Linked DNA regions of Oryctolagus cuniculus: region 1 is linked to region 2. A link is a contact called in public Micro-C data. All regions are on one chromosome and are shown on one strand. The core of a region is the stretch at or near the end of the contact, and the rest is flanking DNA. Distances in the headings are between cores, read along the strand shown.

What was found. Hi-C and Micro-C count contacts between places; a contact is called where the count stands out from the background.
Region 1: a Micro-C map of ear pinna shows a contact between it and region 2, with 11 times the contacts expected there. The contact joins two enhancer-like sites. A contact is called at or near these places in 2 of 6 Hi-C or Micro-C datasets (ear pinna and an unstated tissue).

Annotation. Positions count from the first base shown.
Region 1 is chr4:1,968,400-1,974,200 of mOryCun1.1, reverse strand. It overlaps TSPEAR (thrombospondin type laminin G domain and EAR repeats), which reads right to left. Exons shown (of 13, transcript XM_070071766.1): 10 at 4,926-5,054. It overlaps LOC138849221 (a long non-coding RNA gene), which reads left to right. Exons shown (of 3, transcript XR_011387670.1): 2 at 1-5,801. Among named protein-coding and RNA genes, the nearest start is that of LRRC3, 20 kb to the left of the region's middle. Within about 2 kb of position 3,805, at least 1 of the 8 cell types and tissues checked has an H3K27ac peak or open chromatin away from gene starts, as enhancers often do.
Region 2 is chr4:1,780,740-1,786,534 of mOryCun1.1, reverse strand. UBE2G2 (ubiquitin conjugating enzyme E2 G2) reads right to left here. Exons shown (of 6, transcript XM_051839980.2): 2 at 3,617-3,652; 3 at 3,479-3,524. Among named protein-coding and RNA genes, the nearest start is that of UBE2G2, 12 kb to the right of the region's middle. Within about 2 kb of position 3,169, at least 1 of the 8 cell types and tissues checked has an H3K27ac peak or open chromatin away from gene starts, as enhancers often do.

The DNA of each region.
Region 1 (5,801 bases), core at 2,556-5,055, 190 kb before region 2:
ATTATGAAAAATATATGCCAGATGTAAAGACTTTTTGCACCCAGATAGAGTGGTGCTAAGTCAACGTGACTCGTCTGAGCAGGACCTGGTGTGAGGCCCGAAGGAAGGAAAGAGCCCTCAGACCAATGCAAACGCTGCTAGATTGAGGCAAGGGCAAAGCTTGGGAAGAATGGAGAAAGCATGATGCTTTACAAAGGTAGTGGGGGCAGTGTCCCCAAGAAGTGAGCAGTATACAAAGGGACAACTCATCTTAAGGAGGTGTTGCAGTTGATTTCTCAACAATGTTGCAGTGGATTCGTTTCTGAGAGGAGGAGAGTGGTGGGGGCAAGAGGCGTGGAGTCACCACACAGACCCACTCATAAGAAATCTACTTCAACATCCGGCGCGCCAATGTGACTGAGAGAGAGCATGTTGGACTCGGCACGGTCCTCCCTGGATTTCGGCAAGAAGGCCCCTCGGTGTTTTGTGTGCTGTTCGGTTCTGTGAGGGTGAGCACAGAACTCCCTCCTACACCCCTTTCCTTGTCCTCCTCCTCGGTCTAAGCGACCCAGGTTAGGCACACACCGCCCAGAAGCGGACGTTGCTTCTCGGCTCCTCCTTTTACTTTCGGTTCGCCTGGTGAGTTCACATAAGGGACTGATCATCCCAGAATTCAGAACCAAGTTATCTTCCCTCACTCAAGAGAGGTGACACTCTGGAGACACCGTGTGGACATACGGCCTTGAACTAACGAATCAAGAAAGCCCCCCACTAAGCACAGGACATACGTACGCTCTGATACACCACTGTCTGTCTAGGGTAGGGAACCCCTGCAGAATGCCATCAGCAGCTGAGGTGCTAGGAATTTGCACTGTTATGGCAGCAGTGCTGTGCGTGTCTTTCCTCTGGCTAGAGTTGGCATGGTGCGCAGCTCTTAAGTGCTCAGACATGGGAAAGATACCCCCTCTTGGAATCCCGTGCGTATTACCAAACATAGTGAATCTGTGAGTGATCAGAGCCTGACACTCCAGGTCCCTGTCTCACAGACAACAGTTGATGACTTAGGGAGAGAGAGCTCCGACAGTGAAAATAACAATGTAGCAAACAAGGTAGCAAACAGGTAGCAATGCCTAGTCAGCCACCCCCCACATACCCGTGGGATGAACTTAGATAACCTCGAGGCAATAACCCATGTGAGGTAATCCCATCCGCACCCAGTGAGGATCCCCACGTTTGTGGCAGTCCCCAGGCACCCCAGGCTTTCAGGGCAGCTGCTAGAGCTCATGCCACCCATATGTTTGCCATAAATGTAGGAGTGGATGCAGAATTCAGGCCCAGGATTCCAATGCCCGTAAAAAGGCTCCTGCTAACCAAGGGCCGAGGATATGCTTGTGTCTTTCCAGAGAATGCGGGACAGCCCATTTGGGTACCAGCCAGAAACATCAAGCCTGCAAATGACAGCCAACCAGAACCAGCTGAACAAGACTGAGGGTCCACCTTGTTAGCAGATGCACCTGCCCTATCATCCTACCCTGAGGAACTGCCCATAGCCACATCCATTACTGCTTTATACCCCACTAGCTCTGGAGAGCCACTCGAATGGCCCACAGCCTGTGTATGGTCACATCATTCCTGATAACCATTGTTCCTCATTCCTACCCCCATCTGAGCAAGCACTCCTGTGGTCTCCCATTTTGAGTGCTGGTTAGTCAATGACGGATAAGATCCCCTGGGGGACAACCTAAGACAGGCACAGCTGCATACGGAGACCACATGGAAACGGGGTCAACAATGGTATGGCCAAGAATCATGCCTCCCGTTGCTCAAAAATAAACAAAAAGGGGGAAATGTGAAATGAGAAGGCCATGCCAAGATGGCTGATGGCAAGGGCGCGTCAGATACTCAGGAATGGCTTTGAAACCCACCTGGCAAATGGAGCCTGCCTGGCAACAGGCTGTGATTGGATGGCTTTGAAACCCACCTGGCAAATGGAGCCTGCCTGGCAACAGGCTGTGATTGGTGGCTTTGGAGCCTGCCTGGCAATAGGCTGTGATTGGTTGGGGCATAGACTGCCCCTTGACTGGATTGGCTGGTCTTGGCTATATAATCTGTCGTGCCAACTGAAATAAATGAGTCTGTGGGCTGCTCGCCTCTGACCCGCTTTCACCCGACTCCCGGGGTCTGTGTGGTGACTCCGCGCCTCTTGCCCCCACCATGCTCCTCCTCTCAGAACTAATCCACTGCAACATTGTTGAGAAATCAACTGCAACAAGGAGGGAGGCAAGGATGCCGAAGAGCGAGCAGCAGCCCACCCACATTTGTCACTGAGGATGAAATTCATGTCCACACCCCGACTGAAGACCAAGGATGAACACAAACCATGGCCAACACCACAGGCATCTCAGCCGCTTCAACGTGGGCAATTCTGGGCGCAGAGTTAAAGTCGGCAGAGTTTCTGCTCCATGGGTGCCGAAGCAGACAAGAGCAGGACTGTCCATGGAAACTTAAAACGAGCGGGCCCAAGATCCTGAAGCATTTCATGGGAGACCTGGGGCAGAAGAGACATGGCTTTCCCAGTGTGACCCTGAAGAGAAAGCATAATCCTAGCAATGGCTCCCGAGGTGGGGAAGGGGCCTGGTCACAGCCAGAGTGGACTGGTCAAGGCCAAGGTCATGGCAGCAAGTTCTGCTGTGCTCGAGGCAGCATGCTTGCTGACTTTCTGCAAAGCCAAGGAACATAATGTTCTTATTAGAAGGGGATTTGAGGGGGTCATTCAGAGATAGGCAAAAGCAAAACCAAAAACACCAGGGCAAGCTTCCCCAGAGGGTCCTTTTCCATGAGGGTCCTGCTCACTCTCAACCAAGATGCATTTTGTCAGAATTTTGACGGGAAATCACAGGAACCCACCTACAGTCCTGATCTGGCTCCCTCTGAGCTCGTTTGGGGAGGGGGGAGGGGGAGAGAGATCTTTTGTCTGCTGGTTTACGTTCCAAATGCCTGCAACAGCTAGGGCTGGGCCAGACCGAAGCCAGGAGCCCTGAGCTCCATCTGTGTCTTGTGAGCCATCACTGCTGCCTCCCAGGGTGTGTGTTGGAAACAGGAGCTGAGCTGAGACCAGGCACGCAGCATGCTACGCAGCAGCCTAAGAGTGACAACAGCTGTGCCCAATGCCACCCTCTTTGGTTGCTTAACCTTAAAGCATCTTTAAGGGCGCCATTGCCTTCAGTTAACAATGTAAAAAAGGTTGTGTGGCCAGAGGTCCATCCCCAGGACATCAGTTCTCCGGGCTGAAGTAAACATCTGCTTCCAGAACCGCCTTGACCTTGGCGGGGCGGATGCTGGGAAATCAAGTTGACAGCCTTGCCTTTCAGTCCCAGTTCTCACGAACTTCCTGGACCTGCCCCCCCTCCCCCGCTCCCCATCTCTATCCATCTGCCTGCAACATCAACTTTTGAATTTTCCAGCTGCTGGAGAAGTGGAAGGGGTGGGGAGGCTGAGCTGTGCACAGCTGCTGCCTGCAAGAGGCCTTAGTGTGTGGTGTTTGGGTCACATCCCGGCACACTCCTTGGCTCAGTGCCCACTGCAGGGAGCTGCTGCCTCCATGTCCTGAGAGGTCCTTTCCCCTCATGTGCTCAGTGGGCTCGCTGCCTGCATGCCCCAGCCCTGCCTAGGTTCCGTCGTGTGGATGAGGGCAGGGCCTGAACGAGCAGAGCCAGCTGGCAGCCACAGCTCTTCTCCAGGCCTGGGTCCCACAGAGGCTGTTGTCCCTGCGCTGTCCCGGGCATCCTGCCTGAGGCGCCTCCCATACCGCCCAGGCCCAAGGGAGGTGGCTGAGAACCACGGGTGGCAGCAGCCTCAGAAGACACTATTTGCCAGGTCAGCTGACCATCCACCTGTGAGTCCAGGACCATGCAGCCCAGGTGCTGTGTGATCTCCCTGCCTGTCCCAGTGGCTGCTGGCTGGCACCGCTGGGCTGACCCAACAGGTGTTCTGTCTGCACCCAGCAGAGGGTGCTGCTGCCCACTCAAGGTCGAAGTTGCTCAAGTGGAGCCGAAAGCCTGGCTCCATGGCCCCTGTGCACCCCAAAGCCCGAGGCTGCTGAAGACGTGGGTCCAGAACAAGCCTGAGGCTCAGGAGCACAAGGATGGCCACGGCCCTCAGAGGGCCAGGAGCTGGCTAAGGCCTGGCTGGGTCAGGGGTACTACTTCCACCTGCTGGGGACAGCAGCCCCTGGGCCCTCCTGAGTGGCTTCAGAGGCACGGAGGGCCCACGTGGCCCTGAGCACCCTCCCGCGGTGGCTGCTTCCCAGGCTAGGAGTGGTCAGCACCCCACAGGGTGTCCCGGTCAGTGGAGAGGAGCTGGCGGACTGCTCAATCACCAGTTCCTCCCAGTCAGCCCTCAGGAAACCCAGGAAGGGGGCAGGCACCTGTGCTGATGCCTGCAGGCACCCCCATGAACACCCACATGATGGTCTCACGCCTGCCCACAGGTGCACACATACAAAACACGCATGTGCACACAACCAGCACATCACACAATGCCTGAACACATGTACGTGAGGATGCATGTCTGCACCTGCATGCATGCATACACACCCACCTCCATACACGTATACACACATGCCTAAACGTGTAAAGTCTGTGCACATGTATGTACACATGTGCGCCTGCCTGCATAGCTAGGCCCGTATGTTTGCACACCTACACAGCACAGGCCAGGGCTTCCTTCCAGCTCTGAGCCGGCGGAGTCCCTGCCACCTGCCTGCCATCCACGCGTGTGCCTGCACATCCAGGATGCTCAGGGCCACGGAGCCCCAAACTCCTGCCCGGGAAAAGCCCAGCAGCGCCTTCTTATTGCAACTCAGGTCGTGGAGGGTGGGGGAGGAGCAGCCCCCCTCTCCACAGCACCAGGTAATGAGATCCGGCTGAGGCCGCACCAGGGCTCACCTCAGTGACGAGTACCCTCCCTGCCGGGGTCTGCCGGGGACTTTGGGAGCTCAGGACAGGTTCCAGGTGCAGCAGGAAGGAGGGGTGGGTGGGCAGGAAGGGCATCCAGGCAGAAAGACCAGCAGGATCCTGAGCACACAGAGGCAGGAGGGGCACTCAGGTCGGGTTAGGAAGGCCTGGGTTCCATCCACAGGGCAGGGAGCTGGAGAGAGAGGTGATCAGAGGGATGCTGGGTTCCTTAAAGCCCTCCGGAGCCGGGCAGGTGCCCTGAGCACGGCTATGAGGCAGCTCAAGCCCCTCCCTGTGCCTGGCGGGTCAGACGCTTACCTGGCAAACACAGGTGCCCAGCGCCCGCAAGCCTCGGGTAACCAGTGACTTCCTTCTCAGTCTGTGTCCCATACACTACTCGGAACCTATTTTCACAAGGTCACTCGCTGTTTACCTGGAACTGCTGAACAGAGCGTCCTGTACCTGCCTGGCTGGGGGCTGGCAGAGACCCAGATGGGGTGCCACTGGCTCACAGTGCCAGCCTTCAGTCATCCAGGCCCACGGCTGGCCGGGCACTGGCTGCTTGTGGCCCTCCCCACGTCGGGCTGAGGGCTTTCCCACTGGGAAGGGAGGTGGTGGCCTCAGGGCAGCCCCAGCTGGCAGCAGGTGTGAGCCTGGGGCTGGCACCACTGCTGGCTTCTCAGCACCCTGGGGGACAGCAGAAGAAACCCCACATCAAACAGCCCTGCCAAACCCTGCCTGGCACCAGAGCCAGGCAACCAGGCACCTGCTGGGCTGGGCAGGCCCCTCCCTCCTTCCCAGTGGGATTCCCCTGGAGCCCTGCCCTGCTGCCTGGGCACTGAGCCGGTGGGCGTGGAAGCACCATGA
Region 2 (5,795 bases), core at 1,920-4,419:
CTCGTCCGTCGGGGCCGGGTGTGCCTGCGGGCAGCTTACTGACCGAGGCCTGGAGCACAGCCCCCAACGCGGCGAGAGCCATGACTCCAGGTACTGTCACGGGGGAGCAAAATCTCGCCCGGTGGAAAGCACTGGTCTCAACGTGTTCTTCCACACTCCGCAGTGTCCACTGACAGCGGACACCACTCTCCGCGACAGCAGGCAGGCCCTGCCTGGTCTTGCCGTGCCATGTGGCTCTCCACTGTATGGGTGCTACATGGGTGATGCTGGACAGCCAGGTTTATGTTTTGTGATTCCCCCAAGGATCTCTGTAGCACTTCCCAGAAGCCACTGCTCAGGCAGGGTCAGAGACTCCCCGGACAGCTGGAGCCATCTACTGGGGGTCTCAAGTTTATCCCACAGGACACACACCTCCAGGAGGCGTACTGAGAGATCCCCAGCACATGAAGAATCCTGACCCAAAATGGCTCCCAAGATCACGACGGCTGCACCCCAGGGAGGGCGCCCTGCTGGGAACGTGCCCGCTGGGGACCTGTGAGCTCACAGTGCTCACAGCTGGAAACGTGGACAAGCTCCTTCCTCATCTGGGCCCCAACACACTGACAGTAACCTCGGAGGTGTGCTCAGCCCAGGTCCCCGACCCTCAGCAAAGGGAAGGCGCTTCTTACGCGACCACAGCCCCGAGAGCCACTCGTCTGGAGAGGTGACAGCAACCAGGCCGCCGACCAAGCAGGGGGCCGCCATGCCAGCTGCTTCTAAAACACTGACAGAATGGGAGAGCAGAGTCCCAGGGCGTGCACACCTCCCCCAAGCTGTCCCGCATGGCAGGTGCAGCACCCATTCTGACCCAGTGCTGTGGTGAAGGGGTCACACCAGCCTCATATGCTCTGGCTGCCTGGGACCCAAGGCCATGTGCTAAAGGAGGCTATGCCTCTTCATAGTGATGAAATAAAAAAAAAAAAAAAAGAGGAATTCAGAGAGGCCAAGGCCAGGGGCCACACAGCAACAGCACCGCAGAGCCACAGCGGCCAGCCCCGCGTACCCCGTGGAACCGCTCGCTCCAGCCCGGTGTTTTCCTCCTCTGGGTCCCTCTCTGGCTCAACAATCTGCCCCATTACCCAGCGGGGCCATGCCACCTGGGCAGAAGCCTGGGCTCACCTACGAGACCCCTCCCCTCTGCAGTCAAGGTCCCAGTATCAAAGGAGCTCAGCTCCTGTCGCCTGCTTATCTGAAGACGCTGTCGCCGCATGAGGCGGCCCTGGAGGTGCGCCGTGGCAGCCGTGGCCTCCCGGAGTGACCACGCTCAGAAACACCGCGGCAGAGGCTGCCCCGGAAGCTGCCGAGGGAGAACCAGAAGAGAAGAAAGCCCCACTGGGGAGTAAGACCTCGGGCGGCTGTCTGCCAAGACAGCAGGGCGAGACACACCCGCAGGAGGACAGTTAAGTCCCTGGTAGATGCTTTGAGTACATCTGTAAACGGCCTCTTGTTTGTGAAGGGTCTGGAACAGAACCAAAACCCACAAACTCAGCAGATCGTGAAGCGGGGAATTCCACGTTAATGTAAAAGCTTCATTCAAACACAAAGTGCTCTACCTAAAAATAGCTCTGATACTTTTTAAGACAGGCTTTCAAAATATTGGTTTAGTTTTATGCTGTTTATCTAAAATCAGTAATAGTTAACATTAACAGATTTTTAACAATGAACAAGTTTCAAAAACCAACCACAGGGCTCAACTGTTCCCTTAATGAGCTCTTGACACATCTCCTGCGGGTGTGCCCTGGCCCACCAGCAGGTGCTGTCCAGGTGGCGTGGGAGTGATGGCAGGTGTCTCTGTGGTGGCACAGGACACAGCAGACCAGACAAGCAGGTCATGAACCATGCAGGACACTGCTGTCATCCACTAGCTGCACGACAGCACAGGCTGAGGCGCCGCTGACCGCCTTGGGGTGAAAGACACAGCACTGGAGTTCCGGGTACCCACAGTGCACCGCAGTCTGACAATATCCATGGAAAATTCCAGAAATAAATGATTCAGTAACACTTATTGCCACATTTTGTTACTACTGCTCCATTTTATTATTAAATACTGTTTACCTTGCAAAGGGCCTATAAATCAAATTCTGCAAGAGGACTTCAAAAAGTTCCTGGAAAATGGAATTAAATGATTACTTTGATGCAAAAAACTTTTGAAATCCATGCAGTTTTCCATAGTACATATTTTGCATTGATTTTTGGAAACTCCTAGTATGTATGGATTTCACAATTTTTGCACCAGATAAACATCTATTAACTTCATTTTCCATGAACTTTGTGCAGCACCCTTACATCACGGGTACAGGAAACGTGTGCATCTTCTACAAACTCCAAAGTCTCCCGCACAGAGTCTGGTGCCGTCTGTAGGCTCAGGCACCTGCTACAGGTTGGAATGTAGCCCAAATGGACAGAGGATGGGGGTCCTGATGGTGCCACATCTCATACACACATGTTCTAGAACTTTCAGACATAGGAAAAATATGTGCCCTAAGCTCAATCAATCAGCAATGCTAGAAATGACCAGGGACTGTGAGGCAGGCTGCACTCTGTCTAGACAGTGTTTATAGATAATCTTTTAAAAAACTTTTTGCTAATCAAAAAATCTCATTTTTCAAAACAATTTTCATGTGTTATCTAACCTCCCAGACAACATTTGGTAACAGCTTGTTTTCCAGACGTCATGAAGAAGTGACGTGATACAAGTGACAGGCAAATGCCGAACGCTTGATGAAGGGGAGGATTCTGTCCCTGAGCGGGTTCACGCTTGGCCCAGCAGAGCCTCTGCCCTGTCCCGCCCCACTCACCACAGCACTTCTCAACGCGGCAACACCCAGCACAGGATCATCCAGCTCACTAAGGAGAAAGCCGCACTGCTCACGCGCTCAGCTCCCTCGTCTCCCTGACCCTGCTGTGAAAAAAGTCAGCCCGGGAAGGGCCCTCCCACCCCCAGCTAGCCAAGGAACAAAGAAGGCAGAGATCACAGGACTGTTCGACCCTCTTGCCAGCAGCAGGGCTGTGAGCCAGGCAGCAGCGGGAGGTCTGGATGGGGCTTCAGGCCAGGGCAGCTCCAGGGCACAGGAATAGGAGGGGCACTCACAGGGGTGAGTGGTGAGGGCAGGAGGTGAAGGAAGAGGTCCCAGCAGCTGGCGGGCCCTGTGCAGTCGCCCCGACCCCTTCTATCCAGGCCTCAGAGCTTCAGGGCTTCTGGAAGGCCGAGTCACCCCGGCTGAAGGCTAACCCACCATGACAATACGACGTTAAAAATTATTTTAAAATCCTACAAACACAACTTTCACTGCCACTCCCTGGGGACCTCTTGCTGCGGCTGCTTCTGCCCACACACGGACACGGGAGAGCACAGCGCGTCCGTGTCCACGTGGCCTTTCCCAGCAGATGCTTCTGGACAGCCTCAGCGCTGGACACCAGCAACACGGGAGTAACTTACATGATCAGCGCCTCCCACTCAAAAAAATTCTCCTCGTTCATGGGACCTGCGGGGCAAGAAAAAAATCCCAAAACATTTCAAGTTCGAAAGCAACTTTGGCAATTAAAAGTTACAAAGAAGTAAATGTTAGTGTCTTACCTGCCACAATTCCTTCTGGGGGATTCAGCGTTAATTCTACAAAATTAAAAAGCAAAACCATCACCAAACAGAATGAAAGTTGCGTCACTTTAACAAAACAGCGGTACCAGTTATATCAGCTGGTCAATCACAGAGCACACACTCAACGAGCGGACCTGCCTGCCCAAAGCAAAAGCCTCGTCCACTCAGGGTTCCTCACAGTCACAGAATTGTGCATCTTCTCATTTGTGAGTGGAAAGCAACAGGGACCCCATCTCTGCAGAGCACCCCTCACGGCTGGTTACTCTGGCTAGCCCTCATAAATCTGGCACCTGATTTTCCACTGAACAGTCTTTCCCGCCCCTTTAAAAGTTGGCACAAACCTCTCTGAGAGTGACCGGCTAGAGCGCTGAGCCACGGTGAGCTGCAAAAGCGTCACGTGACCTGATCTATCCCATTCTGCACGCTGGCCATCGGCTGCACCACCTCGCCGCAGTGCGAGACCCACAGACCACGTTCCACAGGTGCCCAGACCCCCAGTGGCTCTAGACCAGAGGCTGCTGCAGACTGGAGCCAGGCTCTGCCCACCACACGGTGCAGAGGTGAGACCTGCTTACACCGCGCAGTGAAAACAGACCACGGACACACACAGCCACACGCTGCCCTGAACAGCATGGCGCTGAGAGAAAGAAGTGTGGCACAAATGGTCACGTGACTTGAGTCTATTCACACGAAACTCTAGAAATGGTAAAACTCCCAACAGGAAGTGCAACGCTGCCAGAAGCCCCTAGGGGGACGGGAGGGCCGGCAGCAGGGCACCAGGGCTCCTGTGGCTGCAGCGCCGGCAGCTGAACAACAGGCACCCGTCACAGCTCAGACAGCATCTGAGAGCCGCACTTTTATTACGTGCAGGCCTGTCTCAATAAAGCCGACCCAACAATTTCAGTTGCTTTCTGGAACACAAAATCAACCCCCAGAGGACAGTAGAGGAGGTCAAGACGCACACAGAACGAGGCACGAAGTCGGCAGGCCAGAAGCACTGGTCCTGAAGGAGCCCCGCTCACGGCCACCTGCTTCACAAGCAGGCGAGAAGGGTCGATGGGCAGGCGGGAGGCAGGGAGTGATGCTGGAAGCAAAGACGGCCACTGGCGTTGTGCGTCTGGGGGCGTGCACACAGACACAGGGCACCTACAGGAGTGGACGGAGCCCTCCGGAGCGCCACTTCCCAGGGTGTCACTGCCTGCTTTTGCAAGGACTAGGGAACACCGAGCTCAACACCCCGCCATAAACAAGGCCGACCCAGGAAAACCACTGCGCCCTGAACGCCCCCGGTGCTGGAACTACTGAGACCTGCTCCAAGGAAGCACGGGTGAGCAGACGTGGAGGAGCGGAGGAGGAAGCGACAGCGCGGGGGCCGGAGAAGCAGGGTGAGCAGTGGCGCTGACCCCAAGTCCACTGAACCACGCATTTCAAGGAGGGAGGACTCAGAGGAGGGGTAAACACCAGGCCCAGCAACCTCTCTGTGTCTGGTGCGCAGGCCGTGCAGCAGGAACAGCCGCCGTTCACACTCAATCATATGAAACCTCGGCTAGTTCCCACGATGAAATCAAAGTTCCAGGAGGCCGCTGCTGCAGACAGGGCCTCTGAACTGACCACTACAACCCAAGCTGGAGCCACTCATACGCGGGCTCCCGGCACGGAGCTCAGACGGAGCTCACGAGGCCCTTCTGCCAAGTAGGGATCAGAGCTCCAATCTCCCGACAGGCCGCTTCCACGGGGTGAGAGCCCACCCGCTCTGCTCCAGGCCTCACACCCAGAGGCGACCTGAACTGCGCACTTCCCCAGGGCTCCGTCCCCTGTCCCCGCCCCACCAGGCGCTAATTCCAAAGGACCCTTCCGCTGCTTCTGCCCTTTCTGTCTAAAAGCAGCCTCCTCTGCTCCCCAGACGTGGGAAGAGGCCTGCACTGAGTCAAGAAGTCAAAATGAAAAATGAAGATGTGTAAATTGTTGCAATTTATCCACAAATTACCTAATTAAAGAAAAAGAACAAAGTAAGGTAAGACGCGGTAAACTGCCACAGCAGTGGGGGAGGGGCGCAGCCTGCCAGGTGTGCCCTAGGCAGGACCACTCTTCCACTGGGGTTCCCCCACGTGACGCCTCCCTGACCTGCTCTCCTACCCACAGGCTCCACAGCCTTCCC